3 separate regions of the Macaca mulatta genome follow, and all the other regions are linked to region 2. A link is a contact called in public Hi-C data. All regions are on one chromosome and are shown on one strand. The core of a region is the stretch at or near the end of the contact, and the rest is flanking DNA. Distances in the headings are between cores, read along the strand shown.

Region 1 (4,438 bases), core at 1,421-3,920, 250 kb before region 2:
GAGACCTCATTTGAATCCCATTTCTTCTAGATGTCATTTAAAAATAACAATTAGGTAAGTGGCTTGTAAGTAAGCAAAAGTTTGTGTAATTTTCCATCTCTTCTACTCAACTATTATTTATTAATTGTTTATTAAACACATAAAACATTCACATGGGACCAAGTTAAAGTTTCAAAAAGTAAATCTCACCCCCATCCCTTTCCCCAGTTCCACCTCTGAGAGGCAGCCACAGTTAACAAGTTCTAGCACATACTTCCAAAGATATTCAAAGCATGTATTGTGTTATAAATTAATCAAAGAATTATTTTCTATTTGTTTACATATGATAAAATTCAGTGGTGAAATGGATCTTTTCTACTAAAATAGTGAAAAGGTAGCAGCAATAAAGTTGATGAAAGGTCACAAATGAGCCCTGAGGCAAAATTTAAAAGGCAATCCCCGCACAGCCACCAGAGTGGCACCAGAGGTACTGTAAGCACAAAGAGGGAAGGAGGCTTGCCCAGAAACTTTAGACGGGAATAAAGGTTTGTGCCTGATCTAGGCCATTACTAATATCATTACAACTTTCAAACTTTAGCTTTCAAACTTTTCCATTTCATCAACAAAAGGGTAAAAGAATAAAATAAGTATCTTCTAGAAAGAATTAAAATGTTTGATTCAGATGAGGAAAAGCTGAAACACAGTGGTAAGAAATATCCTCAGACCAGGCACTGTCCCAGCATCGTGGGAGGCTGAGGCAGGAGGATCCCTGGGGACGAGGGACTTGTGACCAGCCTGGCCAACACAGACCTTGTCTCTACAAAAAATGTAAAAAATAGCCAGGAATGGTGTCACATGCCCATAGTCCTAGCTACAGAAGGCTGAGGTGGGAGAATTGCTTGAAACCAGGAGTTAAAAGGTTGCAGTGAGCTATGATCACACCACACTGCACTCCAGTCTACGCGACACAAACTCCCTTTCCCTTTAAAAAAAAAAAAAAAAAAAAAGTATCCTCAATTCACATAGAGCAACCAGAGGCCACAATAAACTAATTACATATTTTACATCTTGATAAAAAATGAATTTCATCAACATGGAGAGCATTCAAAATGAAGAGGCACCTAAAAAAATGGAAAAGATTGCTGTTTTAAGAATCCCTCCCTATGGTCAAGTATTAAATGTTTAATACATGATCACGAGTTTTTGAGCTTTCTAAATGCCAGTTTCCAATAACCTTTAACAACACAACCCGCATATTTACTTTTCTTGTGAACAAAGGCATATCGTTCTGAGTGGCAGCCGTGACAGTGACAACCGTGTTCAAAAATACCTAACAGCTAGTAGTTCCAGTGCGATAACGTCAGAGAATACTCCAATATTTAACTCCTGTTTAAATTTCTAAATAAAATATTACCAGGTTAGTTAATACTCGATTTGAGTTTACTGGGGTCTCTCCTAGAAGGGCCTTCCAATTCCAATTGGAATCCTTTTTCTTAACCATATGATAAGTAGAAAACCATAAATTCGGTTAAGCACCTACCCATCCCACCCAGGAAAAACTTCGACTTCGTAGCGAGGGCACAATAACCTCAACTTTTAGCCAACTGCAACCTAAGCTCCCCAACACCCTGGCTCTCTGGGGCTCACTGCAGAGAACATATAGAATGCAGCACAAAGGGGAACGCGTTTCTTTCCCCCGTGAGCAGGAGGTCGCCTCGGGTGATCGCAGAGGTGCTAGAGGTTCGGGGCTTCTGTAGGTGCCAGTTAGGGGCAGGAGCACAGCCTAGGGGGGAGAAAGTGGTCCCCCCGCCTCCGAGGCCTCCGCCTGGCCAGGTGGACAGGCGGGACGGAAAACTTCCCCGACGCCTCTGCGTCACCCTGGGCCCACCGCGCAAGGCCCAGGCCGCGTGACGCAAGAGCTCGTCCAAACCCGCCGGACGTTTGGCATCCCAGGAGCTCCATACTGGAGCCGGGCGCTCAAAGGCGACCAGTGACGGCATGGACCCAACTCCCTGTTCTTCCCCACCCGTGGTCAGGGAAAGATAGGGAGAGAGCGCCGCAGAGAAAGGAACTCTGAGAATAGTTCCTTTCCCGCCCAGCTCCCGGTCAGCCCCTGTTCCCACACACTCTCAGGCCCATGGACCCATTCCTCCCCGCCCCCACAGCCGGTGCCCAAGAGTCCGGTTCGCAAGCCAGATTAAATCGCGCGAGGAGCGGCGCCCAGGGCACGCTGGGAATTGTAGTTCAGTAGCCAAACCACGCACCCTGGAAACGCAAACGTGTAGAGCAGAGAAAGAACTACAACTCCCACCGTGCCCAAGCATGGGAGACTTGCCAGCCTGGCCGGCAACCGGGATGCCGGCGGCGGGGATACCCCTTACCTGCTGTCGCCGCCGTCGCTGCAGCTGCTCCTGAGCCGCCGCCAGCACTGCCACCGCGGTGGGGAGTGTTCCGCTTCTTGTTCTTCGGCATCGTGGGACGCCCGGTGCCGCCTAGAGTCGGAGCTTAGCGAAGATCAGCCGATGGAGCTGCACTTTTTACTCGTGCGTCTGTGCGGCGGGCGGCTGAGAGGCGAGTCTTCGGCTAACAACAGAGGCGAGAAACGGCGGGGGTAAGAGTGGGCGGTGGCGGCAGCAGAAATCCCCGTGAAGAGCTGTGATCGGAAACGATACATGTTTCTCTCTAGCGCGGGAGCTAAGGCGGGGCAGGCGAGGCCTCGACGCCTTAAGTAGCAAGACCGCCGCCTGACGTCATCATGTAGGCGGGACTTGAGCGCTCCTCAGCCAATCCCTGCACACCTCCCCGCTAGAATCGTCCTTCGGGCGGGGCGCGGATCCTGCCTACAAATCCCATGCGGCCGGTCTTCCGTCCGCGCCCATGGAGCCTGTCTTCGTGGCCTCATTGAATTCTGGGAAACGTAGTAAGGCTGGGGCCGGGGCCTCCTTCCAGCCCTCTCTTCCCTACGGGCTTTTCTGCCCACTTCCTTTTCTCCTGGTGACCCCACCCCTGCCTCCGCTCGGCCCCCGCCTTGGAACTGGGTGAGGTAGGCACCGGCGATGCGCAATGGGGGCGAGTACGCCCGATGACAGGAGTCAGCTTCCAGCTGGCAGCTATGCAATCACCTTTGCTTCTCTTTCTCCGGAGGCTGATGTTCTCCTTAACCTTTCCCCTACTTCCCTGCGGCACCTGCCAGGCACACAGTCCTACCTCTCCTGGGGAACATTTCCATGGTTTTAGTTTTAACTAGTTCCATGAACTAGCCATCATCAGTACTGTACCTGTAATTGGACCGTGGTTCAGGGTTATGTGCCCCCCCCCCAGCCCCCCAAAAAAGGGATGCTTTCGTCTACTTAGTTATGGAGTTCGTGTATATCTCAGATTCTAGACTAGGAATATATGGCAATTCAGCATTGTGGGTTTCTATTCAAGAATGTGTCCCTTGGCAATACTACCTGCCAGTTGGGAGGTCAATTGAGGATAGAAGTTTCTGAGAACTTCACAGCTGGTAAAACAAACATAAGTTATACATATCAATAATCGCAGTTTTGCTTTTTTTCTCAAGACTCTCCTAGATCTCTGACTTCCTTGTTAGGACATTTGTCAAGTATTTAGAGCCTGTTATTAGGTTCATATACTATGCTTATGACAGATGAAAGTCCCTGACTCACCTCAATGTATGTGAGTCATCTGCCACTCCACCTCTCAGCTGAGCTATATTCTTCTATTTTCAATTGCCTGTAGCACATTTCCACCAGAATATTCCACTTGTACCTCAACCCCACATCTCTGAAACAAATACTATATTTCCTTCTTCCTGTCTTCCCTTTGTTCACTGTACTATTTATTATCCTCCCATATGTTAAATTCCAAAACTCAAATTCTCAGTCTTTTTTCTCTTTGATGCACCCCCCCACACACACACACACAAAGCAATTAGTTTTAAAATAACACTCTTAAATTCCTGTCCTATTCTGTGATCACATGTGACCTCAGTTCATGCCTGGGCATTTTAAGCGACCTCCCAGTCTTTTCTTCCATGTTTCATGCTCAGTAATGCTGCCAGATTTATTTGTGTGTCCTCTGTTTTACTAATCCACCTGCTTTAATAGTTGCTCAAAAACATTCCATGGTTCCCATGACTAATTTTTAAATGCCAACCTTCTTAGCCTGGCCCTGACTCCCTTTCCAGCCTCATCTTTCACTGCTTCCTCATACAGTCCTTGTTCTTCAGCCAAATGGGATGCTTTTCATTTCCAATACACAGCTCTGTTCTCCTACCTCCATTTCCTCATTCATATTCTTTCCTCTTCTTGTAATGCCTTTCCTCCCATCTTCACCTTAAGAAATTTTATCCGCCTTTCAAGAGGTAGCTCATGCTGCCACCTTCCTGAAGCCTCCAGCCAGAATTGTTTCTTCCTCCTCACAACTCTTTGATACTCATCCTAATAACGCCTAATGG
Region 2 (4,027 bases), core at 777-3,276:
TATTAGAGACGGGGTTTCACCATATTGATCAGGCTGGCCTCGAATTCCTGACCTTGTGATCCGCCCGCCTCAGTCTCCCACCGCGCCGGCCAGTTTTTTTTTTTTTTTTTTTTTGAGACGTAGTCTCGCTCTGTCGTCCAGGCTGGAGCGCAGTGGCCGGATGCAAGCTCCGCCTCCCGGGTTCACGCCATTCTCCTGCCTCAGCCTCCCGAGTAGCTGGGACTACAGGCGCCCGCCACCTCGCCCTGTTTTTTGTATTTTTTTAGTAGAGACGGGGTTTCACCGTGTTAGCCAGGATGGTCTCGATCTCCTGACCTCGTGATCCGCCCGTCTCGGCCTCCCAAAGTGCAGTTTTTAAAATAAGTTAGACTGTGAGATAAATTCACCAAAGAGTGTATCTTTTGATCTCAAACTCGTAGCCCTCTGGAACTTTGAGAATCTAGGAAACCTTAATAGTTTGTTACCATCCGATAGCCCAATATATAACCAACCCAATAATAAACCATTGGGGTGTTAAACTCAATATTTAACTCAGGAGACTACCAAAGATTTGTTTGGTAGGGGTACTAAAATAATTTCAGAGTAGGGAGTTCCACAGTTGGGAAGTGGGAAAAAACTGCACTTCATCTCTGTGCCGCTGAGGTAAATATTTAAGATGATATCAATTTAACTGTGAAAGCAAAAACAAATAAACCGAAAAACAAAGTCTCAACAGTCTGAGAACCATATTTAAGCCCCAAACCATGTTCATCAGAAAAAGATAACTTGTGCTAAATTACACACCAAGGCAAAAATGGGGTGGGGGGAATGGGGGAGCGATAGACTAAGGGTAAAAGAGTCCTAAACACAATCCCCCTGCAGCTTTCAAAATTTGGTTTTTTATTCCTACAGTGGATCAGAGGACAACTTGAAAGTCAGGTACAGCCAAAGTTGTGATGATTTTCATAACCCTTTTCAAATGTTCTTTGAAGCCACGAGTGCGAATTATCTACCACTTTCCTTTTCTTTCTCTAAGGACCCAGAGACTGGGAAGATGTCTCAGGCTCCACATCCAAATCTGGAGAACACCCAGAGCAGTTAACTATCGACAGGGAGGTTGTGAGATACTTTCCCTTCAGAAGACACTTCACTCGCAAACTGGGCAAATGTGTAGAGTGGATAGCACTGACCACCAGTCTGCGACTGGAAAGTCTACGGAAGCTAAATAAAACACATCTGCAAGGTCAAACCAAGCAAACCGAGGCAGTGTACTGGTGAGGAAAAAAAGAGCTGCTAATCCCAAAGTTATAAACACACGCGCGCGAACCAGACCTAAACCAAACCCACTCAGCAGCTAGCGCAAAGCTGGGAGCTCCAAACTAGAAGACAAACGCTCAGGGAGCTTCCCCGGCGGAGGGGAAGGCCATTCCAAGGCATTTTCTCCGCCCTCCCCGGGCAGCCCCAACCAAGTAGCCGCCCCCGGCTCCACCCCATCCCTCTGGGCCACCACCCGTGGGGCCCCGTTGAACCCAGGCGGCCCAGAGCTAAAAGGGCTCCTAGGGTCAGACCAGAGGTCTGTTGCACTCCCGGTCATAGTGAAAGGAAGACACATCAGCCGCGCCTCCGGGGCACCGTACTCACCCCCATAACCTACACCCCCGACTGTGCTGCAGCTCCCATCACGGTCTTCCTCCATTCGGACGACAGCCCCCTGGGTCTTGGAAGCAGCCATTACCCGGCAGAGAAGAAAAGGGAGGGCCGCAGGGCGGGGCAGAGGCGGGGTGGCACCAATAGAAATGCGACTGGAGGTGAACTCCCCGTCGACGCGGTGTTTTCTCCACACCTACACCGCCCTCTGGGCCAATAGGACGTAATTAGTAAAACTGAATCCCCGCCTCGAACCGCAATTGCCTCTCCCACTTCCGGGATGGGGAAGCCCAGAACTACAATTCCCAGCGTGCCGCGGGGCCCCGGGACGGGAGGGCTGGACTAGGCGCTGGCGGGCGGGGGTGCGCCCGAGAGTGCCCCGGCGTGTTCGCTTAGTTCAGTGAATCAGAACAATGACTGCGCCGCCGGGTCCCCGGGAGCGCATCTGAGGACTGTGAGCAGCCGCCGCCGGGAGAGCTGCTGGCGGCGCAGTGTCAACGCTGGGCTCAGGAGCCTCCAGCGCAGATCCTGCCCAGCGCCCGCAGCCCGCGCGAAGCCCCCGGGCTCCGGCGCTGCAGCGCTGCTCGGGGACTGTGCATTGTTGTGAACCGGAGAAGGGGCGCGGGGATTACAAAGCCTCAAGACCCCGGAGCCCCTTTAGCCATGTGGATACCTACGGAGCACGAGAAATACGGCGTGGGTGAGTCTCCGCGGGGCGAACTTTTATTCTGCTCTGGCCCGAGCGAGTGCGCATTTCTCGTCCTTGCCCCCGCGCCCCTCTTGCTCCGCCCGGCTGAAAATGCCTAATCCTGGCATCGCGCAGCGGGTACGGGGCTTTGCCGAGCCAGCTCCAGGCAGAGGGCTGCGCACCAGGCTCTCGCCCCGCACCGCCGGCTCGGCGCGCCCCGCACAGATTCCCAGAGCGCCGGGACAGCTTGGGGGAGTGCGCGGCCGGCCCGCTCGCTTCGGGCTCTGCCTGCGGAGTTTGGAGTGGCAACTGGGCGTGTGTGTGTGTGTGTGTGTCTGTCTGTCTGTCTCTGTGTGTGTATGTGTGTGTCAAGTTGGAAGAGGAGGCGAACAGGGTTTCTCTCCTTCCTTACCCTTCTTCCCCAAAGCGACAGGGAGCTGCAACGGTTCCCCTGGGTGGAGAGGGAGACAACAACACTTGGGCAGAGAGAACACCCCCAAAACAGTAGGGAGGCGCAAACCCTTCCCTCTGGCTCGGATCGACATTCCCGGAGTGTGGAATGTGGCAGGGTCCTGGAGAGAGCCGCTCTGACAGGCTGAGCCCTCTCTGACCCTCCTCCCTCCCTGTGATCCCGGGTTTATGGGGTGTGTGTGTTGCGGGGCGGGGGCAATGGTAAATTTCAACATCTGCGCCGTTCGGTTCTTTGGTCTTTGGAGGAGAACGGGTATTTCAGCAGTGTTTTTACTTCTGGCCACCCTCTCGACCCTGGGTGAGCGCAGTGGGGGCGGTGTGGCGATACAGGGCTGCTGAGTGATAATAGGGAGGGGGATAGGAAAGCCTGGTTCTTGGGGGCAGGGAGATAGCTTTTAGGAAAGCATATCCTGACACTGGCGTTCGGAGAAAAAGGAACAGGATAGCGCTCGCTGTTCTGTGCAAAGGTGAACAACAAAGGACATTAATGTTGACTGATGAATACAGGAGTCTCCCTTTTCCTCCTCCCATTTCAGGCGGGTTACAGTTCCCGTTTTTGTTGTTTGATTTCAGCTGGGTCGCCCCTTGACAGTTACTCCTTTTAGGGTTGAGACTATTAAGAAGCCAGGCTCTCCGACAAGCCTGCAGCCGGCCAAATGCAATTATAACCTCCCAGAAGGTCTAACAGAGAGAAAGCATTATGGATTTTACTAACACTCTTTATTTCCTATAATGCCCTGTTCTGCCGACTGGTGTAGTTTGTGTGTGTGTTTTAAAATTGAGGACAGATCTAGTGATTTAGATGATGTGTAGGTATCTGTTTATGTTCTAAATTCATTTTCCTGCAATTTAAAGAATCTGGAAAGCCTTCCCAGGGAGTCGTAGTCCGAGGGGATTTTTGTTTTTTTCCCAACTTTGCCTGGGGATAGGACTTTGGGGTCCATTGAAAGGACTGTAGGATTCACCAAAGTCATGTCCACATTTCACATTAGCTTCCATTCTGTATTGTGACTGATTAGCAAGACAATAGTTTGACCTGAACCCACCTTTGGGAAAGGTTTCCAGCTTTCCCTCCTTCAAAGTGTCAGGGGAGTCTTTGCCAGCCTCTTGACTGGCAAGGAGTAGATGTTAGTGGTTATTATTTTCCTTTTCCTCACTCTCCTCTTTTTTGGGGAGGTAGATTAACGCTTGCTAGGAAAATGATATTCCCTTTGCTGGACTGGTGAGGGACCAGAGGGCATC
Region 3 (3,877 bases), core at 976-3,475, 190 kb before region 2:
TCTTCCTGAGGACTTCCACATGCCAAGCAGACATTCTCTGATCTTAGGATTCAGTAATCGGAGGGAAACGGATGGGAATTGCATTATGCCATTCTTGCATTGCTATAAAGAAATAGCCGAGGCTGGATAATTTCTAAGAAAAGAGGTTAAATTGGCTCACAGTTCTGCAGGCTGTCCAGGAAGCATAGCGCCAGCATCTCACAATCATGGCAGAAGATGAAGAGGGAGCAGGAGCAAGAGAGAGGTGAGGAGATGCCACACACTTTTAAACAACCAGATCTCACGAGAACTCACTCACTATTGCAAGAACAGCACGAAGGGGATGGCATTAAAGCATTCACGAGAAATCCATCCTCATGATCTAATCACCCTCCCACCAGCTGCCACCTCCAACATTGGGGATTATATTTCGCCATGAGATTTGGACGGGGACAAGTATCCAAACTATATCAGGGACATAACTGCACACGACAGAACAACAAACGAAATCGGTCACTGTATCTGCACCTAGTCTTTCAGGTATGGGTAATGCGTTCCAGCTGATATTTCACTGGTGCCTGCAAAGTTCCAGATGCTGTTCAGGATACTGAGGATTTAGAAATAGTTTAAATGCAGTTACTACCCCAAGGAGCCTACAGCAAGGGGAGGAAAGCAAACAGGTTTATAAATAAATTATAATTCAGTGTGATGGGTCTAACTATAAAAGCATGTGTAAGGAACAGGAGTAATAAAGAGGAGAAAGTGAGGAACTCTGCTTGGATGAGAATAGAAGGATGGGTGGTCAGGAAGAACGCCCAGCCAGATGTACATGACCCCAAGTCATAAAGGAAATCTTACATTTTATATCACACACTCTGTTTAAGATTTATTCATTCAAACAATATTTAATATTCAAACAATATTTATTCATTCAAACAAGATTTATTCATTCAAGCAATATTTACCGAATGCCTATTATGTGCCAGCCACTATTCTAAAGCAGCCAACAAAACTGACAAAAATCCCTGCTCTTATGGAGCTTATAAGTTAGTGAGGGGAGACAGATAACAGGTAAATAGCTACACAGTATGTGAGGGTGGTACAGGACGGAGGAGCTGGGCACGGTGGCTCACACATGTGACCCCAGTATTTTGGAAGGCCAAAGTGGGCGTATTACTTGGGGCCAGGAATTTGTGACCAGCCTGGGCAACATGGTGACACCTCGTCTATACAAAAATAAAAATAAAAGATAACCAGGCATGATGGCACGTGTCTGTGGACCCAGCCACTTGGGAGGTTGAGAGGAGGATCACCTGAGCCCAGAAAGTTGAAGCTGCAGTGAGCTGTGATTGTGCCACCGCTCTCCAGCCTTGGCGACAGAGACAGACCCTGTCTTAGAAAAAAAAAAAAAATTGCAATGAAGGAAAATAAGATTGGAAGAGAGAATCAGGAAGGCCTGAGGGAGAGTGATTGTTATTTTTTAAAAGATATTCAGGGGAAGCCTCACTAAAACAGAATATTTGAGCAAATCCCTGAAGGAGATGAGGAAGAAAGCCATGTGGACGTGGAATAGTGTTCCAGGACGAGGGAACAGCAAATGCAAAGGTTCTGAGGTAGAAGCATGGCTGCTGGTGCTGAGACAGCGCGTGCCTGGTGGTTCCAAGGTAGACGCTTGCCCGGTGTTTCTGAGGCGGACGCGTACCCGGTGGTTCCGAGGCAGCCGCGTGCCCCGTATTTCTGAGGCGGACGCGTGCCCGGTATTTCTCAGGCGGACGCGTGCGCGGTGGTTCTGAGGCAGCCGCGTGCCCCGTATTTCTGAGGCGGACGCGTGCGCGGTGGTTCTGAGGCAGCCGCGTGCCCCGTATTTCTGAGGCGGACGCGTGCGCGGTGGTTCTCAGGCGGACGCGTGCCCGGTGGCTCTGAGGCAGCCGCGTGCCCGGTGTTTCTGAGGCGGGCGCCTCCCGGTGTTTCTCAGGCGGACGCGTGCCCGGTGTTTCTGAGGCGGACGCGTGCCCGGTGTTTCTCAGGCGGACGCGTGCCCGGTGTTTCTCAGGCGGACGCGTGCCCGGTGGCTCTGAGGCAGCCGCATGCCCGGTGTTTCTCAGGCGGACGCCTGCCCGGTGTTTCTCAGGCGGACGCCTGCCCGGTGTTTCTCAGGCGGACGCGTGCCCGGTGTTTCTGAGGGGGACGCGTACCCGGTGTTTCTGAGGCGGACGCGTGCCCGGTGTTTCTCAAGCGGACGCGTGCCCCGTGGCTCTGAGGCAGCCGCGTGCCTGGTATATTGGGAGAACAGCACAGAACAAAGTGAGTGGGAGCATCGAGAGCAACAGGAAATGAATTAGAAAGTTAAATCAGCTAAGTTAAATAAGTAATAAGTTAGGTAAGTTAGATAACCGGTTAGAACCAGTTCCAATTGAAGATAGTAAGAATGAGAAGCCTCTGAAATATCATTGGAGTGAATATATCCAGTGGGAGTGGGCTCTTTGAATCTGGAGTTTATTAAGCAGATATCTCTTGAGCATGTGCTAGACATTGAAATAAGTGCTAAGGACATAGAGGTGACCCCAGACACAGTTATTCTTGTCTTCAGGGATCTCAAAATCAGACAAGTAAGCAAATACTGACAATACATACATAACTGCAATGATAAGGGTAGGTATGGTGTGCTAGGGAGGGTGTCAAAGGGGCACCTAACACAGTTATCCAGAGTAGGGGGGATCAGGGAAGTTTTCCTACAGAAGTGACCTCTAAGCCAAGACTTGAAGTAGAAGCAGTTTGCTCCACAAAGGAGAAAATAGTCTGATTTCTTGACAAGTGTGAGAACCACTGTGCTCTCAAGCCATCTACATAGACCTAGGATAAGAAACAAGCCGGTCATTTACATGGGGTTGCTGCTTTTCAAGGCACTGTCCACGTATTATTTTATGAGGCCTTCACGACGATCCTGAGAAGTAAGCAGTGCAGGGTTATTATCATCATTTTACATGTGAGCGAGTTGAGGTCCAGAGAGATGAAATGACTCCCCAAGGCCAAAGACCGGTACCTGCTGGAACCAGGGCCTGAATGTGGTTGATACATATGCAGCACTTACTATGTGACTGGCAATATATTAAGCACTTTACAAGCAGTACTCTATTTACTTAGGACAAAAATCGTATGCCATCCCCATTTTACAGATGAGGAGACTGAGGCACAGAGAAGTTAAACCTTGCCCAAGGCCACAAAGCTAGTAGGCGTTGAAGCCAGAATTCAAACTCAGTCATCTGGCGTGGGAGTACTCGATCATACCCCTCCATACCATATTGCCCATAGTTAGACGAATTTCAGTCATTACTGAGACAAAGAGAGGTACACGTGTATAGGTGTGTATACGTGTGTGTATGTATATATGGGGTGGAGTGAGGTGGGACAGGTGTTCTTTCCTGGTAGTGCTGAATTACACCATTATCGCTATCATCTTATCTATATTGGGATGGCCATATGGGCTTTATAAATGAAATATGTGTTCATTTTGTATAATCTTGTTTAACTAGGAGAAACTTCTCTTATGAAAGGAAGGGAGGGATGGCTTGGTTTCTATGACCTGGGAATTGTCTTGAGGTTCCTCTAGTTTTGTTGCCTCCTCCACTCATAAGCTTTCCAGATCCTGCAGGGTGTGTACAGAGAAGAGTCACATACCAGATGTCACAACGCAGCGATCTGACTGCTTCAGAAATACACTGGCAGTGAGACATCCCAATGAGGGCTGTTCCCTTTAAACCCATTTCTCCAGGTGGGCTCTGAGGCTGCCATTCCTCAAAACATTTATGTAACTCATCCACTCAGAGTTGGACCCTATGACATGTAGAGAATGTTCATCCTTACAACAAGGAACTGGGAATGTCTAAGGGACATTCAT

What was found. Hi-C and Micro-C count contacts between places; a contact is called where the count stands out from the background.
Region 1: a contact with region 2 is called in a Hi-C map of liver, with 3 times the contacts expected there. The contact joins the promoter of IFRD1 here to the promoter of DOCK4 in region 2. A contact is called at or near these places in 4 of 14 Hi-C or Micro-C datasets (CD4 T cells, fetal cortex germinal zone, fetal cortical plate and 1 more).
Region 3: a contact with region 2 is called in a Hi-C map of fetal cortex germinal zone, with 1.9 times the contacts expected there. The contact joins the enhancer-like site here to the promoter of DOCK4 in region 2. A contact is called at or near these places in 2 of 14 Hi-C or Micro-C datasets (fetal cortex germinal zone and liver).

The regions. Positions count from the first base shown.
Region 1 is chr3:152,059,200-152,063,637 of T2T-MMU8v2.0, reverse strand. IFRD1 (interferon related developmental regulator 1) reads right to left here and starts at 2,670. Exons shown (of 12, transcript NM_001261783.1): 1 at 2,361-2,670. The coding sequence starts at 2,451.
Region 2 is chr3:151,807,516-151,811,542 of T2T-MMU8v2.0, reverse strand. DOCK4 (dedicator of cytokinesis 4) reads left to right here and starts at 2,026. Exons shown (of 51, transcript XM_077997203.1): 1 at 2,026-2,326. The coding sequence starts at 2,290. It overlaps ZNF277 (zinc finger protein 277), which reads right to left and starts at 1,726. Exons shown (of 12, transcript XM_015134763.3): 1 at 1,621-1,726.
Region 3 is chr3:151,999,484-152,003,360 of T2T-MMU8v2.0, reverse strand. No RefSeq gene overlaps it. Among named protein-coding and RNA genes, the nearest start is that of IFRD1, 60 kb to the left of the region's middle. Within about 2 kb of position 2,225, at least 14 of the 40 cell types and tissues checked have an H3K27ac peak or open chromatin away from gene starts, as enhancers often do. A contact at or near this core is called in fetal cortex germinal zone, where this site is marked.